Linked DNA regions of Gossypium hirsutum: region 1 is linked to region 2. A link is a contact called in public Hi-C data. All regions are on one chromosome and are shown on one strand. The core of a region is the stretch at or near the end of the contact, and the rest is flanking DNA. Distances in the headings are between cores, read along the strand shown. Region 1 holds the start of LOC107962134 (cation/H(+) antiporter 15). Region 2 holds the start of LOC107955759.

Evidence for each region. A called contact is a pair of places that touch in the nucleus more often than the background predicts.
Region 1: a contact with region 2 is called in a Hi-C map of leaf, with 4 times the contacts expected there. The contact joins the promoter of LOC107962134 here to the promoter of LOC107955759 in region 2. A contact is called at or near these places in 8 of 34 Hi-C or Micro-C datasets (callus and leaf).

Annotation. Positions count from the first base shown.
Region 1 is chrA06:120,079,588-120,085,822 of Gossypium_hirsutum_v2.1, reverse strand. LOC107962134 (cation/H(+) antiporter 15) reads right to left here and starts at 3,844. Exons shown (of 3, transcript XM_041116028.1): 1 at 3,322-3,844; 2 at 2,203-3,204; 3 at 689-2,117. The coding sequence starts at 3,555. The coding sequence ends at 882. It overlaps LOC107962135 (a long non-coding RNA gene), which reads right to left and starts at 5,633. Exons shown (of 2, transcript XR_001701522.2): 1 at 5,298-5,633; 2 at 4,624-4,945.
Region 2 is chrA06:119,950,388-119,956,662 of Gossypium_hirsutum_v2.1, reverse strand. It overlaps LOC107955759, which reads right to left and starts at 3,181. Exons shown (of 7, transcript XM_041116025.1): 1 at 2,241-3,181; 2 at 1,970-2,080; 3 at 1,710-1,874; 4 at 1,417-1,623; 5 at 886-1,327; 6 at 1-784. LOC121230718 (a long non-coding RNA gene) reads left to right here and starts at 4,237. Exons shown (of 5, transcript XR_005928860.1): 1 at 4,237-4,512; 2 at 4,882-4,978; 3 at 6,260-6,275.

The sequences.
Region 1 (6,235 bases), core at 2,595-5,094, 130 kb before region 2:
TCCTCAACAAGAATGAAAAATGCTTCATATATTGACTGTTACACAAGTCAAACGCACACCGACACACAAGTCAAATATATTGAAAAATCTTCTTGGGACATAATCTTAATAAAACGTAAGATTAATCTTGAAACTTGTTATTAAGTAGCTTCATATATTTTCATCTCACTTGTGAAAAATGCTACTTCAAATCTTTATGGCCTTCCTGTCAATATAATAATTTCCAGTTTTGCAATTACCTTTTATTCTACTCGACTACATTAAGATATAACTGCTTACCCACAACTCAAGCTTCTTCAACCTCCTTGATGATGTCTCTCTAAAGAGCAATGGAGTCAACCTCCTCGCTATTTTTTTTTGGATATATAACATCTCCGTTAAAATAGATTTATTGGCAATTTTCGATACGTTTTTCCTTCTGAATTTCTTTCTAAAATCTTTCAAGTTTTGTGAACCATTAATCATCACTATTGTCCAACTATTAGTTTCTTTTTCCTCTTCTTCTATTACCCATCATGTAACCAGCTTGGTTCTTATTATCCGCAATATTAAATAAGAATATACATGAGACTTATTTTCTTTTATTAGCTTAGCAAACCGATAAAATAAAATAAAAAGTGGAGGAATTTGTAGAAGCTGGAGGTTGTTGGCACATGTGCTGTAGTTGAATTACCAACAAGTCCTAGAATTTAATTTTAATTCACAGTTCATCAAAACAAGCTATGTACATACATCGGACATTCCAAGAATGGCATATTAAAATGCTAAGCTGTCAGACTCAGCTATTAGCTCAAATTACTAAACCCTAACAAATTAAAAAACAACAACAAATAAATACATAAATGCAACGTTTTCGATGTGTGTGTGTGTGTGAAAAGTATCTAATAAGAATGACGAGATCCATCGACTGAAATATAAAAGGAATCAGTCTTGGCTCCCTGACAAATAATTTTGGTTGGCAATTCTGGATAAATTGAACTACTTTTACTCCTTAGAAATCTCATGTTTTTGCCCAGCAGCTTCCCTCGTAACTTATGTTGCTGAATCACTAACACCGACGCTTTGGTCTTCAAATATGGCGAAGCAAGCATGTCGCCCATCACCCCAAGCTCCGGGCACTCGTTCCACTCTCCAAGTCCATGGAGCAGTGGTGAATCTTGGTGGGTTTTCCCTACTAAAATCAAATTATAATGTTCTAGGTTTGAACTCATATACGAAGATAAGCATAACCCATCTGTTAATACCCTTTCTTCATACGTAATACGATCATTTTCCTTGTTAGCTTGTCGATATTCATGGATCACATTGTTGTCGAACTTAAAGTCTTTCGCGTTTTCGTCTCCGGAAACGAGTAAACGGATGATGGTTAGATGAACGCGTTCATGTTTCCCCATTCGGAAGCTGTAAGCTAGCGCTTCCAAGTCATCGGACCCGCTTAGGAAGAGGACGGCGACGTGGAATTTCAACTGGGATGTCCGGACCGACGTGAAACCAGTTAGGATTCCCCTGTCTATAAGGATTCCAACCGAACATGGTGCCTTGTTTAGGACATTGATGTTCAAGTTTTGTATGGGACTACTGGTGGACTCGATCTTCCCACTTATAGCCCATTTCTTGTGGAAAGGCAGGATCAATACGTTGGCACGCTTGTCGATTGCTATACGACAGATATCATCGTGCATTGTCTGAAATTGTGACATTGATGTGTATGATTGAACAGTGGTGCAGCCTTCATTGCGTGCCTCGTACTGGATCAGGGAATTGAGTACTTGGTCTGCCAACAATGGCGTTTCTCCGCGATGCTTGTCAGTCCGTACGAGGACCGGGGTTGATCTTCCCACAAGTTCAATTAGGACCATAGCTGTGACCGCAACGGGGTTCATTTCACTGGCATGGGTTACTTCAAGGATGTTCATTATTGTTGGGATATTTTCAGGGTTATGGATGCAAACCAGGATACGAAACTCTAAATTACTGTTGGAATGATGGATGGTACTCCTCTTTTCTGAAACACATTGCTTCGTCGGATCATACAACATTCGTACCAACGGAGTTATAATCGCGGTCACTACCAATACCGAGACCGTTACCAGTGTAAATGATTGATTTCCGATTTGCTGCAATCGAAAAAACGGACGCTTTAGGTTAACTTAAAGGATGTTAAAATCATTAAGTAGTGAAAACTAAGGGTCTATAACGAACCTTTCCGTCCTTCCAAAGATTGACGAAAGTAAGTTCAACAATGCCTCTTGCGTTTAGAATCAGTGCAAGCACAACTGCTTCTTTGATGGGCAAATTGAAGCAGAGAGCTGGTAATATCACTGCTATAAGCTTGACAACGAAAGTAAAGATGATGATGATCCCGATAATGTAGTAAGTTTCTAAATCGACGTCGAAGACATTTGTTTGCAGGCCGGTGACAGCGCAGTAGGCTGGATAGAAAAAGGCTAACCCGAGAGAAGCTAGCTTGGACGATATAGCTGCGCCTAAAGGCGGTCCATCAGGCACAGCCAGGCCTAAAAGTAATGGTCCGAAGATGTAATGCTGCCCGATTACCTCGCTAATGAATGCCGACACCATGACTAGGATGAATATAGATGCTATGGTCTTCTCATCAATAGATTTTGGACCCACTGCTTGAGTAAACATCTTCTTTAACTTGGGACGAAGAATTAAAAAGTTGGTGGCTACAAATGCAACTACGGAAAGAAAGGGTGGTAGAAAACTGTAAATATGATGGGAATTGGCTTGTTTGATGGAGAAAAGAATCGAAGTCGTCGAAAAACCGATTAAAAAGGAAAACATGGAGGAAGAGAGAGCAATTCGACCGACATCAGTGTTTATAATCTTGAGCTCGTCTAGCAGTGTAGAAATTACAGGGAAAGCTGTTAAAGATTGAGATGATGCTACAAGTATCAACGAGTTCTGGAGGGAGGTACTCATGGTGACGGACGTCTTTAAGAAAACAGCAAGTCCAATTGAAAGACCCGTCGTAATGATGAGAGCCGAAGCGCCTATAACTGCAGCCATTCGTCCCGGACACACCATCAGGTACGGGTCAATCTTTACTCCAACTTCGAAGAAGAAGAACATAATGCCGAATCCTGAGAACACATCCATTATAGCTCGGCTATGGATCGGGAAAACGGTGTCGGCTACGTCTTGGCTGTGGCCAAGAATTGATGGGCCAAATATCATTCCACCCTGGGTTTTTGGTTAACACAAGTGTTTAGAACCTGATGTTAATTATAAATGTAAGTAAATAAGTATATGATACATTTAAGTAACTTAATGTTAGAATTGAAAAGAAAAATAACATACAAAAATCTGCGAGACTAAGGATGATTGTCCTAAAGGCTTGAAACAAACATTGATGAGAAGTGAGACCGTTGAAATGCTAGAGAGCTGAAACATGAGAAGAGTGGTGGGGCTGACGAGAGGGTTACCACTGAGCCATATACTCTTTGCTGGGATTTTCTTAAATGAGTTGTTTATGCAAAGAATGGTCAGGTTTTTACCAATCTTGATTGCATCATGAGTTAATCCCCCTTCCATGCTTCAATTGCTGCTTCTCGATCAAGGAATCCGATGGAAGAAAGAAATGGGAACTAAGCAGCAAGAATCTAAAGGTACAAAAAGTAGGAGTGGATGGTGAGCCTCTTTTTTTGGAATTCCACAATTTTGATTGGGAGGTTGTCCTTCAAGCTAGGTCACTAAAATAAATGGTTTTCGCTCAACATAATCTATCACTCATCTCTTCTAATTATTCAACCATAGTTCAACATAAGGATGAAAAATAGCCCTTTTAATCACTTCTCTCCCTCTCATTTATCCTTTTTATTTTAAAAAATATCTCAATGGTGATTAAATTTGGAAAAAGTAATTACCAGCTAATTTTATTATTGGAATTTTATCAAATTACGTTTTTTACTATTAAAAACATTAATTTAATTCTTGTATAAGACCAAATTTTAATAGAATTCACATTTTACTATTTAAAAATATTATTTAATTTTTATTAAACTTCATATTTTAGAAGCTTTTATAGTCCAATTTTTTATTATTTGAAATTGAATTGCAAATAAAAATAAAAAATTGATATGATCTCTAAAATAGAGGAATTTGTAAGATATTGTAGCCATTAAAGTTACATTAAAATTTGTTCTTCATTTCAAAATGGGAAAAAGGAGTGGTGGCAAACATGTTTGAATGGGTTCAAATTGAGTTTTCTTTAAATTTACATTATTTTGGGTTTAAATTAATTTAGGATGGGAATTTTTTGAGCTTGGTCTTTTTCAGGCTTAAATTTTATTATTCTCAAACCCTCTTAAATTCAAATATTTTGTGCTCAGATTATTTTAGATTTGTATTGGTTTAGGTCGAGCAATCTTAGATGGATTTATATGATTCTAAAGTTTTATAAGTATTTTTATTTCTAATGTAATAACTTGAAAGTTACTTGATTTTTTCTTATCAACTATTTGCTTAGTTGCAACTAATAAAGTAACTACTAATAAGAAAAACGAGATGGACACCAGAACAAAGTCTCCATAGTTAAAAAACTTCCTACATCTATGGGACATTGTCAGTGCATAAGGATAAAAAAAATGAATTTATGAGAAATTAGCGAAAGCTTCAAAGTGTATTGTAATAGCCAATTTTGGCCCAAGTCAACAAAACAAAAAAAAACAATAAACCTAAACAAATAATTAAATAGCCCAAAATTAATGTCTACTTACATATTAAACCCAATAGCCCAATCAAAACCCAACAAGCCCAACAGGCCCAAATAACCTAAACCCTAGCCTTATTAACCCAAAACATTTTCAGCAGAAAAAAAGAAGTGAAGGAACCCTAGCATTGCAGCCGCCGCTTAGCCCCTCATGCGCGCCACCACCGCCACTCGGCTCGCCTATCACCTGCATCGCACGCCTCTGACAACCACCTGCAACTCGCAAGCAAAAAAGGCACACACAAGTAGTAGAAGAAACAAGAGCAAAAAGACAAAAAAAAAATAGAAAAGAAAAGTCTTGTAACTTGGCTTTAAAAGCCACAACCTTCTCATTGTAGCTTCTTTTTCTGTTTTTTACAAAAACTTTTTACACACACTAAAAATCAGAAAAGAACTAAAACGGAAGTTTTAAAAGGTTTTGGTTTGTTCTTTTTCTTTTTTTTCTTTCTTTCATTTTCTGTTTATCTTTGTTTTTTATGTTTATTCATTTACTTCCTTCTTTTAAAAAATCTATTTTAATAAAAAAATGCATAGATTTAAAAAAAAAGAGAGGAAAAGGGCGTACCTGGGTTGCGCTCCACCGCCGTCGTCGGCCAACGGTTGTAACGGACCACCAAGCAGCCTTATAGGCCGAATGTGGAGGAGAGTTTTAAAAGGGAGAGGGAGAGAGTAAAAAAAAGAAAAGAAAGAACTCTCTGTTTTTTAAAAAAGGAGTGCAGAAATGAAGAGAAAAAAAAATTGCTTTAATAGAAAGCACAAAAAACGGCAGCATTTTGGGTGGCCTTCCCAGGTGCAAAACGCGTCGTTTTGGGAAAGGTCGACCCGAATCCGACCCGTACTCAGGGGGGATCCGCGTGTTTCCCATTATTGGGATATTTATGCGCGAGGTCCCTCCACCTTTGTGCGCGCTGCAATTTCACCCTTTCTTTCACTTTCTTTATTTTTTTAAAATCTGGCCGGATAATTTTCTTCTGATTTCATTTCAGTCCCTACTGAAATGATACGAATAAAGGCTGGAAATATTTCCTAGCTAGTCCCTCGTCATTTCAGCGTGATTCATTTTGGTCCTTGGTGGCCTTTTTTCATTATTTATAATTTTTGCCCCATATTTTTACTTCGACTTCAATTCAATCCCTGACCTGTTTCATTATATACTATTTTAAATTATTTTACATATTATTTATTTTAATTTTTTATATACATTATTTATTTTAAACTTTTACATATTATATATTTTAAATTTATATACATTATGTAGTTTAAACTATTTTATATATTATTTATTTTAAACCTTTTATATTAGTTATTTTAAACTGTTTTGTATTGTTTATTTTAAATATATTTTTTGTGTTATTTTTAACTATTTTATATATTACTTACTTTAAATTTTTATATAATATTTATTTTAAACTGTTTTCTAATACATGTCATTTTGAATTATTTTATATATATTAATTACTTCATATTGTTTTATTTATTTATTTATCTTAAATTCTTTTTATA
Region 2 (6,275 bases), core at 1,932-4,431:
AACCAATCATAAGTCTTACAGAAAAGGATTTCATCAGGAAAAAAAAGTCGTCCAGCTGAGGATATTACTTTCAAAAGTTTGAACAAGTGGTCCTGTCTTGATGCTCATCAATGGCTGCAAACCATTTTTACAATAATCAATTAGGTCGATAAAGAAAAATCTAAACTTTTTTAGAAAACAAAGTACAAAAAGCAATACGACGTCGTAAATTTATTCCCCTACCTATAACCATATAAGAAAGAATTGTCAATAAGCAATTATATGTTATGTGCATGTAGTCTATTAAACATATTAATATTTTATATAAAATAAATAGTTAAATTTACATTAAATTTTATATGTATGATCAATATAAATAGACCGGATTAATTATATAAATAGTTATGAAAATATATAAGTCTACTTTAATTTTTACACTGGTGTAATATAAAAAAAAAATAATCTTGGCTGGAAAACATAAAAATTAACATGAGTACAAGTCTTTTGGTCATCTTGCATCCATGGTAGACACGGTTAGGCCGTTCAATGAGTAAATTTCCACCTCTTTGCTCTCTATATATGTTTCTACAATCCTTATTGCAGGCTGTTTTGGCAATGCCAATTGCATCTTTCCAATTAGCACAGAGATAACATCAGACATCGTTGTCCTATCCAATGGATTATCTTCCACGCATAGCAGACTCAATGTAATGCATCTTAAAACTTGGTATCGTTTAAAACATGAATCACTTAAAGCCGGATCCATTAATTGTAATGCTCCACCATGTTTCCGTAGTTCCTATGCCTGCAGACATCAATCATGGGGTTAAAAAAAAAATGGTGTTTGTTTTATATCGGTAAAGCTTAGTCTATGCTAACTACTGCAAGAAAATGATATGAACTTACGTATCCAACCAGGTTAAGTGGACGATCAAACTCAAAATGGTTGCTATTTTTCTGACCACTGACAACTTCCAAAACCATAACTCTGAAACTGTAATCATCAGATTTTTCAGAGAATATGCCTTCCATTGCATATTCAGGAGACATGTAACTATTGCATGAATTCATCAACAGTACAGTTAATAACCATATTCTTTCATTGGACAAGACATGGAAACAGGAAGTGTGTACTTACTATCTGCCGACAATCTGTTTCGTATTTGATCCAGCTGCATTCGTTATGTATATCTTGGCCAACCCAAAATCTGATATCTTGGGGTTCATGTTTTCATCAAGCAATATGTTACTCAACTTCAGATCTCTGTGAATTATTCTCAATCTCGAGTATTTATGAAGATAAAGTAGCCCTTGAGTTATCCCTTCAATAGCTTCATTTTGGAGTCATCTGTTAGAAAGGAAAAAAAAAAAGACAATGTAAACATAGAAATTAGCATCGACAGTTGAAGAAATAACTAAAGAGTTGGTACTACCGACCAAAGATAAAAGTGTCCAAGCTTTTATTAGGCATGTAGTCATAGACAAGCATTTTCTCTTCTCCTTGAACGCAAAAGCCTAAGAGCCAAGGTTTGTGTGTTGCGGTTTGGCTATAAGTATAAGCTCATTTTTGAACTCCACTAGCCCTTGGCTTGATCCGCTTGATAATCTCTTTATTGCAACTTCTTGTCCATCACCCAATGTTCCCTAATGATTTAACAAGTTTTCAAGTGTTAGAGGCAGATTGATGAAATCATTATCACTAATTCACTTATGGGGCGGTTGGCAAACACCTCCAAAGCCTCCTTTTCCAAGCAAATTATCTGGTGAGAAGCCATTTTTAGCAGACATGATTAAACCTGCTGTATATATGTTTAGATTACGACCATTGTTTCCAGTTTGAAGTTCTGATACGTCACTTGCATCTTCTGAAGTCATTAAGTCAAGTAGGTACTCTTCTGTTCAAAGCAAAGTTGAATTATACATTAAAAAAAAAGAATACTACTGAAACATCAATTGATTAAGAATTTGAGATTCCCCTCCATTTTAGTACCTTCCTTTCTAATTTGCCTTCGCCTTCTCAAATAAAACAGAGTGGAAAGCAGTACTATGATCATTAGAGCGATTGCTAGAGAGATTAAAATCCATATCCAAGTTTTCGACTCTGCAAGCAATGTACACAACAGGAGAGGTATTCATGAATTTGATTGTCTTTATACTATACTACCGAATCAAAACAAGTTCAAAGATTGGAACATCAGCATGCGATATTAAACTTGGACAGTTGCGAATTATAAGTTGAAATGAAAGTCCATCCAACACACCTTCTTCATAATGCCCTAAAATAAATCGACAACCAAGGTCCTTCTCCGCTTCAACTCCCAAACATTTGCAGTCTTTCCAACATATGTCCTTACAATCGTTCAAGGAAAGATTGGTGTTTCCATATAGTGTGTCATTTAAAGAATCTTTATGTGTATATCATATGGTTCTTAATTCATACTTATCACCTTTCTTTCGGCACTTTGGTCCTTCCCATCTCTCGCAACCATTCTTTGTGGTATTACTATCACAGATTTGTAAATTGATTGTATAGATATCTCTAAGTTGTAAATCCCGATCGTCCTGCAACACTAACCTACAGTTTTTCCTTCGCTCTTCAAGAGTGTATTGACTAAATTACAAGAGTATAATAAACGTACTTCCAATTTGGATTAGAAACATTAGTGAAATCATAATTCATATTAAATGGATCCGAAGGGCCAATATTTTCAAAATCTTCACCATTTGTCCACAAAATCCTCTCTCTAAGCCGAACTACTAATCGATTTCGTGCAGGATCCCATTCCATTGTAAACGACCTAGACGCAGGGATTGAATCACTGAACCAAGAAGTAAGTGAGAAGTTTCTCCCATGGCTAACCCCCAATTTCATCACAGGTAGAAAACTATCAGTTGGATGGTCAAAGCTTTGCCACAATACTACGTTTTCCCTATTTTCCTCATTTGTACCTTGCAAAACAAGATTTCCCGAATCTTGTAAGACCACCTTCATATCGGAAGTGTTGATGGTGATAGAGGTAGAGGTAGATTGAAGTGAGAAAACTTGGATAGGATTCCCACCGGTGCGTGTAATTTTCAGTCCAGTATCATCTAGGACAAGAACTCCCGAGTCGTCTGCGATGAGATTGTCTCGATTAGCCAACCAAATGGAATGGTTGTTTGACGTCAACGTGCCTTGGGCGTACCACATAGCCAAATAATACCATAGCTTTTGTCATCCCAAGTCTGATGGTACTCTTGTCTGAAGAAGCCATACAAGATTATCAGATGAAATGGAAATGAGCTTATCACCTGGGTTTAGGGTATCTCTCTCAGCTTCAGTTAACCGAAGGCATCCCAAGATAAGCACCACAACTCGGAAACTAAACATGTTTTGGTTAAGACTTAAGACATGGAGAAGATTGAGAGTACAGGAAAGGTTTAGAGCAAAGATGAAAGCCTAGGGCTTGATTAGACCCTGAATGAGCAAAGAATAAAGAGGGTGCGATTGAAGAAGACGTGAAAAAGGAAGCAACTTCAAAGGGGAGATACAGAGATAACATTTATTGGTGGAACCCCCAATCTGATCCTCTTCCACTCCAATAAAAAAAAAAGGCTTTTTATGTTTTTTTTCAAAACTTAACCAATAAATTATTTATTTACGAAAAATAATTCAGATACAAAATTTTATATAAAAATGACTTTTTTTTATGGGGCATGTTGATGTCAGCCTATAAAGCATAGACATAGACACACAATACGGATACGATACGATGCAGATATAGTAACACAATAATTTTTAAAAAAATATGGTAGGATACGACAATAAAAATATTTTTAATATTTATATATATTTTTATGTTAAAATACTTAATATAAATGAAAATATTGATATTTTTTATTAATATATAATCAATTATTTTTTATTAAACTCTTTTATCATTGCATAAAATATGACAAAACATAGCAATATATTTTTTAAATTTATTACATAAAATATGTCATATTAAATCTAAATTTGAGTCATACATATATTTATTAATTTATAATTAAAATTATTTTTTTTAAATATTTTTAATTTAATAAATACATTCTTTTTTGAATTTATAATTAAAATATTTTTAATTTAACAAATATTATATATATTCTTTCTTTTTTTGAATAAAATCCGGCCGGAGAATTTATTAAACAAAATAAGTTAAAAACAAGTACAGAAACACCCAAACCTATCAAAATAAATAAAATAAAATAAAAAATAAAAGAAATGAGAAACAAACAAAGCAAACAAATTCCAGCCTAGTTAGAAGAGCCACTCCCACTTGTGAAATACACGTGTAGACCATGGGTGACTTTCAACAACAAGGGCAGGTTCTCAAAAGATATTGGAAACCAAAATCTTATTTAATCTCCACTCAAAAATCGTACTTCTCACCCTCAAAAAATCCCCTTCACCAAAAAAGTTTGAGGAAAAGCCTTTGGTTATCCAGAAGCCATCGCACCACCCGCATCATCTTCACCATCCCCACCACAATTCAGAGCCACCATCTCTACCAGGTAATCATACTCTAGATTTAGACCCTCTCCCCTTCGCCATCCCTCTTGTGCTAGGAAATGAACCGGTCTATTCGCTTCATGGGGGGCATAAACAATCTCACACTTTTTCAATCCTTGTCTGACAATTCTAATGTCTTGAATATAAGCCCCGATGGTCGATCTATCATCACCACTCGAGTTCGCTTTCTTTATCACAGAGAGAGAATCCCCTTCCACCACCACCTTTAGAAACCGAGATCCACCCCCAGGCTGAGTGCTTGAAGGCATGCAAGGGCCTCAGCTGCAAAAACCGACACTATATTTCCATTTACAATTACCTTTTCAGCGATAGTTTTAGATCTACCATCTTTAATGATTATCCCTGAATAGGAATTTGAAGAAAAGACATGAAACGCGACGTCAAAATTTATCTTGACAAAAGGTTCATCCGGTGGTCTCCACATCTCAAAACCCACATTCACAACAGGTAATTTCTTCACGATTTTATTTAGTTCAGCCACATAGGACGAAATCATACTTACAATATATTGTGACGAGGCAAACACTCTGTCATGCACCCATTTGTTCCGCTATAACTAAAGGATCCAAATCGTACATGCAATCTGCCTACAGGTATATTCCGACAAGTTAAAAAACAGTCCAAATAGTTAATTTTGAAAATTTTTCAAGTAACAGGCTAATTTTCAGTGGTGTCAAATACAGTGATTCGAGATTATTAAATTCGATGAGTAAGTTTGAAATTTAATAAATTAATATTTACGAGTGAAATGTGATTTTAGAAATATTTTTAAAAATAGTAAATTTTGTGAATTAAAAGAATTTATTAGATAAATTGGGGTGAAAACGAGGTATCGAGACCTCGAATTTATAAACTGAATCATAAATATTTTTATAAATATTTATAGAGTGTTAGTGAATTAGTATTAAAGTTTCGTTAAAAAATTTTAGCGTTTTGATCGTTAATTAATTAAAAAGAACTAAAGTGAAAAGGTGCAAAACTTACTAATTAAAGAAATAGGGATTAAATAACTTAAGAAGTAATTAAGGGAGGACCAAATAGGCAATTAGATACATAGGCAATGGCTTGGACGACATGTGTGCATAAGAAATAACAAACCTAGTGCTAAAAGGGGTAAAATTGGAAAATGACAAAATTTAATAGTTAAAAAGGATGTAAATGAAAATCTAGAGATTTCTTCAAAATTCTCAGCTAAAAACAGCCATTAAAGAGACTTTCTAAGCTGGTTTTTTATATTCTTATTACAAGTAAGTTCAATTTTTTATTATTTCTTGTGAATTTTGTGATTTTGATACTTTTACAATTAGGTCCAACTATTGAATTTATTAGTTTTTGATTCTATGAATGATTTTGAAAGTTTCCATAGATAAGTTCTAAAATTTTATGATGAATTAACATGTATTTGAAACTTTAATTTTATTATATAATGATTTTATTAAGTGATTTTGATAGAAATTGATTTTAGGACCTAATTGTGAAAAAGTTAAGAATTAGGGTTTGGTGCTAAAATTTTGAATATCAAAGGTTGTGTAGTAGTTTAGAATGATGGAATAAATTGTTAATTGAGAAAAATTAGTTCAATTGATAGGTTAATTGATTAGCGACTAAAGTGTAAAAACTATAAAATTTTAGGGTACATGTGCAATTTTAAAAATTAAAAGGTATAAATTGTGAGGTGGAATGAGGCTGAAATATATGTGCTAATGAATTAATAATTTTATATTATAGATTAAGATTCCAAAGA